Regions from separate parts of the Canis lupus genome. Here region 2 is linked to region 1. The links are chromatin contacts, called in public Hi-C maps. All regions are on one chromosome and are shown on one strand. The core of a region is the stretch at or near the end of the contact, and the rest is flanking DNA. Distances in the headings are between cores, read along the strand shown. Region 1 holds the start of PITPNC1 (cytoplasmic phosphatidylinositol transfer protein 1). Region 2 overlaps PITPNC1 (cytoplasmic phosphatidylinositol transfer protein 1).

What was found. Hi-C and Micro-C count contacts between places; a contact is called where the count stands out from the background.
Region 2: a contact with region 1 is called in a Hi-C map of blood, with 4 times the contacts expected there. The contact joins the enhancer-like site here to the promoter of PITPNC1 in region 1. A contact is called at or near these places in 4 of 9 Hi-C or Micro-C datasets (amygdala, blood and liver).

The regions. Positions count from the first base shown.
Region 1 is chr9:13,802,964-13,806,452 of UU_Cfam_GSD_1.0, forward strand. It overlaps PITPNC1 (cytoplasmic phosphatidylinositol transfer protein 1), which reads left to right and starts at 1,748. Exons shown (of 9, transcript XM_038546821.1): 1 at 1,748-1,844. The coding sequence starts at 1,797.
Region 2 is chr9:13,849,952-13,853,440 of UU_Cfam_GSD_1.0, forward strand. All of the region lies in intron 1 of PITPNC1 (cytoplasmic phosphatidylinositol transfer protein 1), which reads left to right. Among named protein-coding and RNA genes, the nearest start is that of PITPNC1, 47 kb to the left of the region's middle. Within about 2 kb of position 1,705, at least 4 of the 20 cell types and tissues checked have an H3K27ac peak or open chromatin away from gene starts, as enhancers often do. A contact at or near this core is called in blood, where this site is marked.

The DNA of each region.
Region 1 (3,489 bases), core at 498-2,997:
CGCAGAGCACACATATTTTTCTGAGAAAAGATGATGCTTGCAGGTTCTTCTGCATAGAGGCAAAACGATGCATTTTTCATCCAGCAACTTTTCAGAAAAACAAGCTTAAAAATACCAGACAAATGAAAAACAGACTTCAGCAGTTACATGCAGCTTCCTGAGTAAGTGAAAAATGTGCCTCTTGTGGTTAAAATGAGGGATCTGTTTAATATGGATGAAGTACCAACACTCCAGGCATTTTCATTGACATTTCACTGTGACTTTTTGAACTTAGGAGTGGTGACAGGCAAGCCTACTCTGGCAGCCCTGCGGAGCGGGCGGTGGGACAGCAGCGCAGGCCAGGAGAGGTACAAGGCTGTGTCCGCTTCTCGCTCCCTCTGTTTTCCTGTGCTCTCTGTACTTCATTTTCTTCCTCGCTTTTGCACTTGCCAGTCGTCCAGGATTCCATCTCTGAAGCCAGCCAGGAAAGCAGGCAAGGCTGGGGGCTCGTGCTCCCACAGCCCGTCGCCTCTCCAGCGCTGGGCTTGCAACCCTGGACCAGAGGGGGCGTTTGTAACAAGACCTTCTGCAAAGGTCAAGACACGCTTCTTTCGGTACCTGGAAGCCAGAAGCCACCCAGAGGGGCCGGGCGGGGCACATCTGAGAAACAGACCCAAAGGGTCCAGGCGGGCAGGGAAGCGGGCCCCCCTCCCCCGCCGCCCCCGCCGCCCCCGCCGCCCCCCGGCCCCCTCGCTCGGTCCTCCCCGGCGGCCCCCAGGCTCAGCTCCGGGACAGCCCCGCCGTCTGGCAGGAGCCGGGGAGAGACATGCTGTTTTGTTTAAATCCTCCACATTCTTTGCCATTTCCCCATTGGCCGGATGGGGCTACCCTCCCCGCCGCGGCCGCTGCTGATGTCAGCCCGGCTGGCGCTCGCTCCTCCCGCACCCACCTCCCCGGCCCGAGGCACACTGCAGCTCGGCGCGGACTCCCGGGCCCGGCGCGGCGGCTGCAAACTCGCGGGCACGCACGGCGCTCGCCGAGCCCGGGCACTCGGGGGAGGGAGGGCCGTGCGCGGAAGGCGCCGCCTCCTCCCGCCCGCCCCGGCCGCCGCGAGCCCCGCTCGGAGCAACCCGCGGCCCAAGCCCGGCGCAGCCGAGCGGCCGCGGCTTCCCTTTCCTCCCGCCGCGAGCCCCGGCGCGCCTCGCGGACGGGCCCTAAAAAGAGCAGGAAATCTTGTTTACCGCCCGGGGAGAAGAGCCGGCCGAGCCTTTGTCTGGAAAGTCAGCATCTCCGGCTCCGGCTGCAATGGGCTCCTGGTGACATTCGCCTTCGGGCAGACCCGCCGGAGCGGGGGTCGCCAGGTTCAGGCGGCCCGAGGCGGGGGACTTTTTGTGCATTTCGTCTTAATTTTCGGAAAGCTCTCTCTTTTCCTCCCTTGCCCGCCACCGGGCATGTCCTGATCCGGCGGCCGCTCCTCCCGCCCGGGGCCGCCGATCCGAGCGGTTTCCAGCGGGTCCCCCTCCCGCCCTCCGCGGTCCCTCCCTGACTTTGCAACAGCGCGTCCGGGAGGACCGGCCCCGGCGAGGCAGGAGGCGGGGAGCCCCGGACGCCCAGACCCGAACCTTGACATGCTCGCGGGCGGAGAGGAGGAAGCCAGGAGCTGAGCGCGCCGCCGGGGCTGCTCCGCCCGCCGGCTCCGAGCGCAGGGCTCCGGGCGCCCTGCCCCGCGCCTGGGCGGCAGCCTCGCCCTTCGGGGGCGCCCCCCGCCCCCGCCCCCGCCCCCGCGCCCGCGCCGGGGGCCCGCGGCCGGCAGGACCATGCTGCTGAAGGAGTACCGGATCTGCATGCCGCTCACCGTGGACGAGGTAAGCGCCGCCGCGCCGGGCCCGGCCTCGCCCCCCCCCCCCCCCCGCCCCGGGGCGCCGAGGACCCCGCCGCAGCCTCTGGTCGGCGGAGCCTCCGCGGGCGGCGGGGAAGCCCTGCGGGAGCACTACCTCCCGAGTGGAAGGCTGGAGGGGGGGAGTTGCTGTCTCCACTTGTCACCCCAGCGGGGGAGGGCGGCGTTGGGTGGGGCGGTGGACTCTAGGTGGAGTCTTGGGGGGGCACCCAGAGCCAAAGGGAATCGGTGCGCCCCCCCCTCCTCCAATTAAGAAAATGAACAGAGCAAAGCCAAGCGCCCCAAGCGCGTCCTGCCGGCTTGGGGTGGGGTGTGTGTGGGGAGCGGCACCCGGTCCTGGCGTGGGCCCCGGCTCCCCTCCCGCCCTTCGCTGCAAGGTCTGGGTTGGGTAGGGGAGAAGCCTTTGCCCTCGGGATCGCCAGGCCCGGAGTCCCGCTGGGGGGCACCTCGGAGCCCTAGGGCAGCCCTCCCCGGCCCGGACTTCTCGCCGTCGCCGCCGGCCTGGGCGCCGCTCCCGCCACGCCCGCGCATCGAGGCTCCCAGACCTGGCTTCGACCTTTCCGCAAACCGCCTGGCTCGGAAACTTTCTGCGTCTGTTGTTTCTCCAGCGGCGGGGAGCGTGGTCTGCGGGCGAGCCGGGAGCGGCGGGGACGCGGGCGCGGCCACACGGGGGCGCCCCAGCACGTGGGTGCCGGCCCGGGGCTCCGCTCCGGGGGCTGCGGCTGCGGCTGCGGCTGCCGGGCGGGGGGCGGGGGCCGGGGGCCGGGGCGCTGGTCCTCCCACCGCTGCTCCAGCTCCATTCTCCAGATCTCCCGAAGCTTCAGGCTCCATCATTCAGGAAATGACTCAGTGAGGAATATTCAGGCCCCAGCATCCCCCCCACCCCTACCTTTTTGGTGTTTTCACAATTGCTTAGCGCCCGTCCAGGGACGTCAAGGAAGCGTGAAGCCAATCGGGGAAATTTGAGACTCACTAGTGTGGGTTAGTGTGCCCCACCAAAGAGACTGCGAGCCAAACCGTGTGTCTATTTAAATACAGAGCATCTAATCTATCAGGTATATTAGTGAGCCTCTGGCTTGTGGAAGGGGCGAGGCGCTTTGGGCAAGAAGCAGGTATTTAACAGATAAAGGGACTGCGCTCCCGAGGGGCCCGTCTTAATCTGTCATCTGGAGCAAGTGTTGAGGCAGGACCCATAGTACAATCCAAGGCAAGATACAAGTAGCTGCGAGTTGACAAAACTATACATCCCCGGGACACTGGTTGTCAAAGAGAGAGGTCAGGCCCCCACCAGAATGATCCACCTGGCTGGCGATGCTGCCTGTTGGCATTTGAGGAGATAACGTTGGAGCAGAGTCTGGAAGGATGGAATGAATCCGGGTGGATAGGCAGTTTTGGGGGATGCATCTCGACCGTGTCGATCAAGTGGAGGAGCAGCACACAGCTGTGTGGGAAGTGGGGGAGGCAGATGAGTGAACCTGGTTAACCAGAGTAGTTCTAGAAAAGATTGAGATCTTCCCACCCTGGGCAGCTGAGCTGGAGCAGTGCAGCCTGGAGATGTGTGTGCTTTTTCATCTCTCCCCCCAGTGACTTTATTTATTGATAGGAGTTTGGAA
Region 2 (3,489 bases), core at 455-2,954, 47 kb after region 1:
GAGCTGAAGGCAGATGCTTAACTAACAGAGCCACCCAGGTGCCCTCTCTTGGCTTGTCTTATAGAAAATGTATATGGGCCAAGTTCAGACTTTTAAAAAAATTTTTCATTAAACTAGTGGACTACACTCTCCTGTAAAACACAAGTCCAAATGGTGATGCCCTGGAAACCTGGCCTTTAGTCTTGGTGATTCGAATTCCTGGCTGTGTCTGGACACACAGTAGGCGCTAAATGAATACTTCTTTTATTGAAATCTGGGCTGAAATGGCAAACCTGGTTAGGTATGTGTACCTGGATGGAGTCAATTTCTGTGTCAGTTTCTCTCCTGTGTCACCGATGAGCGTCCTGATGGTGATTTTTTTTTTTAAACCAAACACTGTATTTAGTTAATAAAACAAAACAAAACAAAACAAAAAACCACAACCCACAGAATACGAATCAAAACAGCTGTGTTTGCTGTTGGCGTGGCTGTTCCCCTCCTCATCCTGGAGTATGTCATAACAGTACCACATTTGTAGAAACAAAAGTTTAGAAATAAAAAGGATGACTTTTCTCCCTGCAGCCACCAGTGACAACCCACAGCCTCAGCTCAGAGTATTTGTTTAATTTTGTGTCTAGTAATGGGGCTCAGAGATAATTTTGTCAAGCAGATGTGTGAAGATCTGATCTTTACGGAAGCTCATTTCTTATTATAAAAATAAATGTATTCTCCAGCCTTGGGCAGGGGGCAACACATGACTCTTAGACACTTCCTTTTTAAGTGTGTTTGGGTATATTCATGGACTTTGAGAAAGTTTTGCAGCCCAAATTTTCAATTTATCACCTTTTGCCAATTTCTTGCTTTTAAGTATCCTGGCCTTCGATGAATAAAGAAGGAGGATAAAGGAAAAGACAAAATGAACAATGACAGCAACAAACAAAAGAAACAAACCAACAAATAAAAAAAACAAAAACAAATACCTCTTTCCCAGTAGGCAGTATAGAAAACTTGCGAGACAGGAGGAAAGTGGAAAAACAGAAATGAGAACACAGGCTTCATTCAGGTGATCGCAGGTCACTGGCAGCCTGGAGCAGAGCCCAACTGTGGGTGAGGCCAGTGAGACATGCCTCTTGGGTGCAAAAAATTCATAAATAATATTTGAATACGAGATGCTTAAAAAAATCAGAATGAGTGCAAATACTCCATGGTAGACAAAATATGAAAATGTTGAAGACAGGATCTCACTCTGCACTGGCAAACCGACCTCATAACCTCCCTCCAACCAAAAGTGAGGTCATCGAGAGATTGAAAGGAAAAGTTCCTCATTCCTCTAAGCCTGGCTTTGCTCTGGGTTTGAACTCCAGCGCCTTCAGGACCTGCTCTGTGACCTCAAGCAAATGACTTAACCTCTCTGAGCTCCTTTTTGTAAAACCGAAAATAGCACTTTCTGTTGCAGGGCTTTTGAGTGGTTTAAGAATCAGGGTGGGTGAAGCACTGGGTGCAGAGTAGACTCCCAGTAAACGGTGGCTTTAAGCCATTCATTGTTATTCACCAAGAATTAGGTTCTCCAGGAGACCCAAGCAGGTACCAACCTAAGCAGGCAAGTCTCTCACACAGCTGGCAGGGTTAAGGCAGCTTTGTTTTCACATCGTAGTTTGTATCCGAGTGTAGCCCCGTGCCTGTGCTTTGAACACTCCTACATCCGCTCAACTGCCAAGTAACCGATTTCCTGTTTAGTCATAGCTTCTGGCCTGAGCCTCGCCTCGGGCCCCAACTTGTCATCTCTGTCATCCCACTGAGCCTCCCGAAGCCATCTAGACATTGGGTTACATAGTGGCTTTCACTGATGAAGGTCTTCCTGGTCATCGTCAGTCTCCAGCGGATTTCCGCACCTGGTGACTCATCTGGGTGACACCTCACTCTTAACTGTCCCTTGAACCATCCCCAGTCCTGAGCTGCCCTTTGGTTCCCTCCACGGAGATGGAGCAAATGCGTTCTTACCACGGAAGGCTGCAGCCAACCTGAGCAGAGTGGGACTCGGAAGGAGGATGTGGTGGGAACGCAGTTAATATTTGCTCTGGGCGACTGTCAGGCCACTCAGTCATCTCTCCTGTTGTACAAGGGGGCTGGGGACAACACTTTTGTCAGCCTTTCTCCAAATCTGGTTGTAGCTCTGGGCTCCCTAAGCTGAGCCCGTACCTTATTCTCCTCCTTAGTCCTGAGGATGCAAAATGAGATGGGAGGATGACAGCAGAGTGTCACTCAAGTAACTTACTAGACTTTGGGGGTCTTAGTCATCATTAATGGGTGTCTGTGTCTTGAATATTCATGAGTGTGCCCTGCGCTTCATTGAGGGAGGCAGCACGGAGTAAGAACTACACATTTTCTGGTTTCCGTCGTGTGTGCTTTGGATTTAAGCTCTTCTTTTCCGCTGAATTAGTTAACAGGAACTTACTGAGTTGGGTGCAGAATGATACAAAAGACAAGCAAATGGGATATTTGCCCTTGAAGCACGCAGGATGTAGTTGAGTGGAATACACCCTGCTTGAGCTGAGTCCTAGGCTCACACTTCTCCTGCATTTCCACCTCTCTCATTTCTGCCCTAGAAATGTTGCTTGAATCTGGCCTCTCCTCTTTCACCCTCTGGGCATTTGCTCTTGCTTTTTAGGGCAGTCCCTCCTCATTTACTGCCCGGTCTATTGAGAGCCCTGCTGAGCCATATTGGAGCCCCAGGCAAAGAAAGCTGTGTGTCCCTCTGTGCACTTATCAAAATATCCTCCCATATTGCGAACCAAGTGGGAAAAGTTAATAAAAGCTCTACAATATTAAAAAAAAAAACAACCCACCAATATATATAAAGCCTCATGTTGTTCAATCTGTTCCCGTATCATTGTCAGCCCTCTTAGACTCACCCAGTGGAGTGGGGGTGGAGGATGGGGAGGTGGGGGGAGGTTTTCACGGCCAGTTGCATAATAAGCCTAAGCCGGGTTGTAAAACAAACAGCAACAGCCTGCCTTTATTTACAGTTTGGATTTTTTTTTAATTGTGTAAAGTTAATTCTTGCATTAACTTTGATCTTAGAAAAAGACTGCGTTAAAGTAAGACTTGTCTGGATTGCTGAGCTTTCTGGCACCCCCTGGATTTTGTACCTCCCTGGTTCATCCTAATCCTGGCGCTGGTCGGTTTGGAGAGCCCACCCCCGCTGTCATGTACACAGCTGCCAGTTACCTTCCTAATAGACCAACGGTGATTACGTCACTTGCATGTAGGCTCCTGATTGCCGAAGAGGTGAAATCCAACGCCCTTGGCTTGACTTCAAGCCCTATCACCTCCTGGCCCCCACTCACCTCCCCAGGGCATCTGCCCCCACCTGACCCTGTTCCTTACTCACCTGGCCTCTGCAAGTCTGCACCATTGCCCCTTCCTGAGTTTTGCCTCTGCTTCCAAACTCTTTAACCGAAAATACCCCTGCTTGGCTCTTGAGCTCCACCTGGGACACCACCTCCTGGC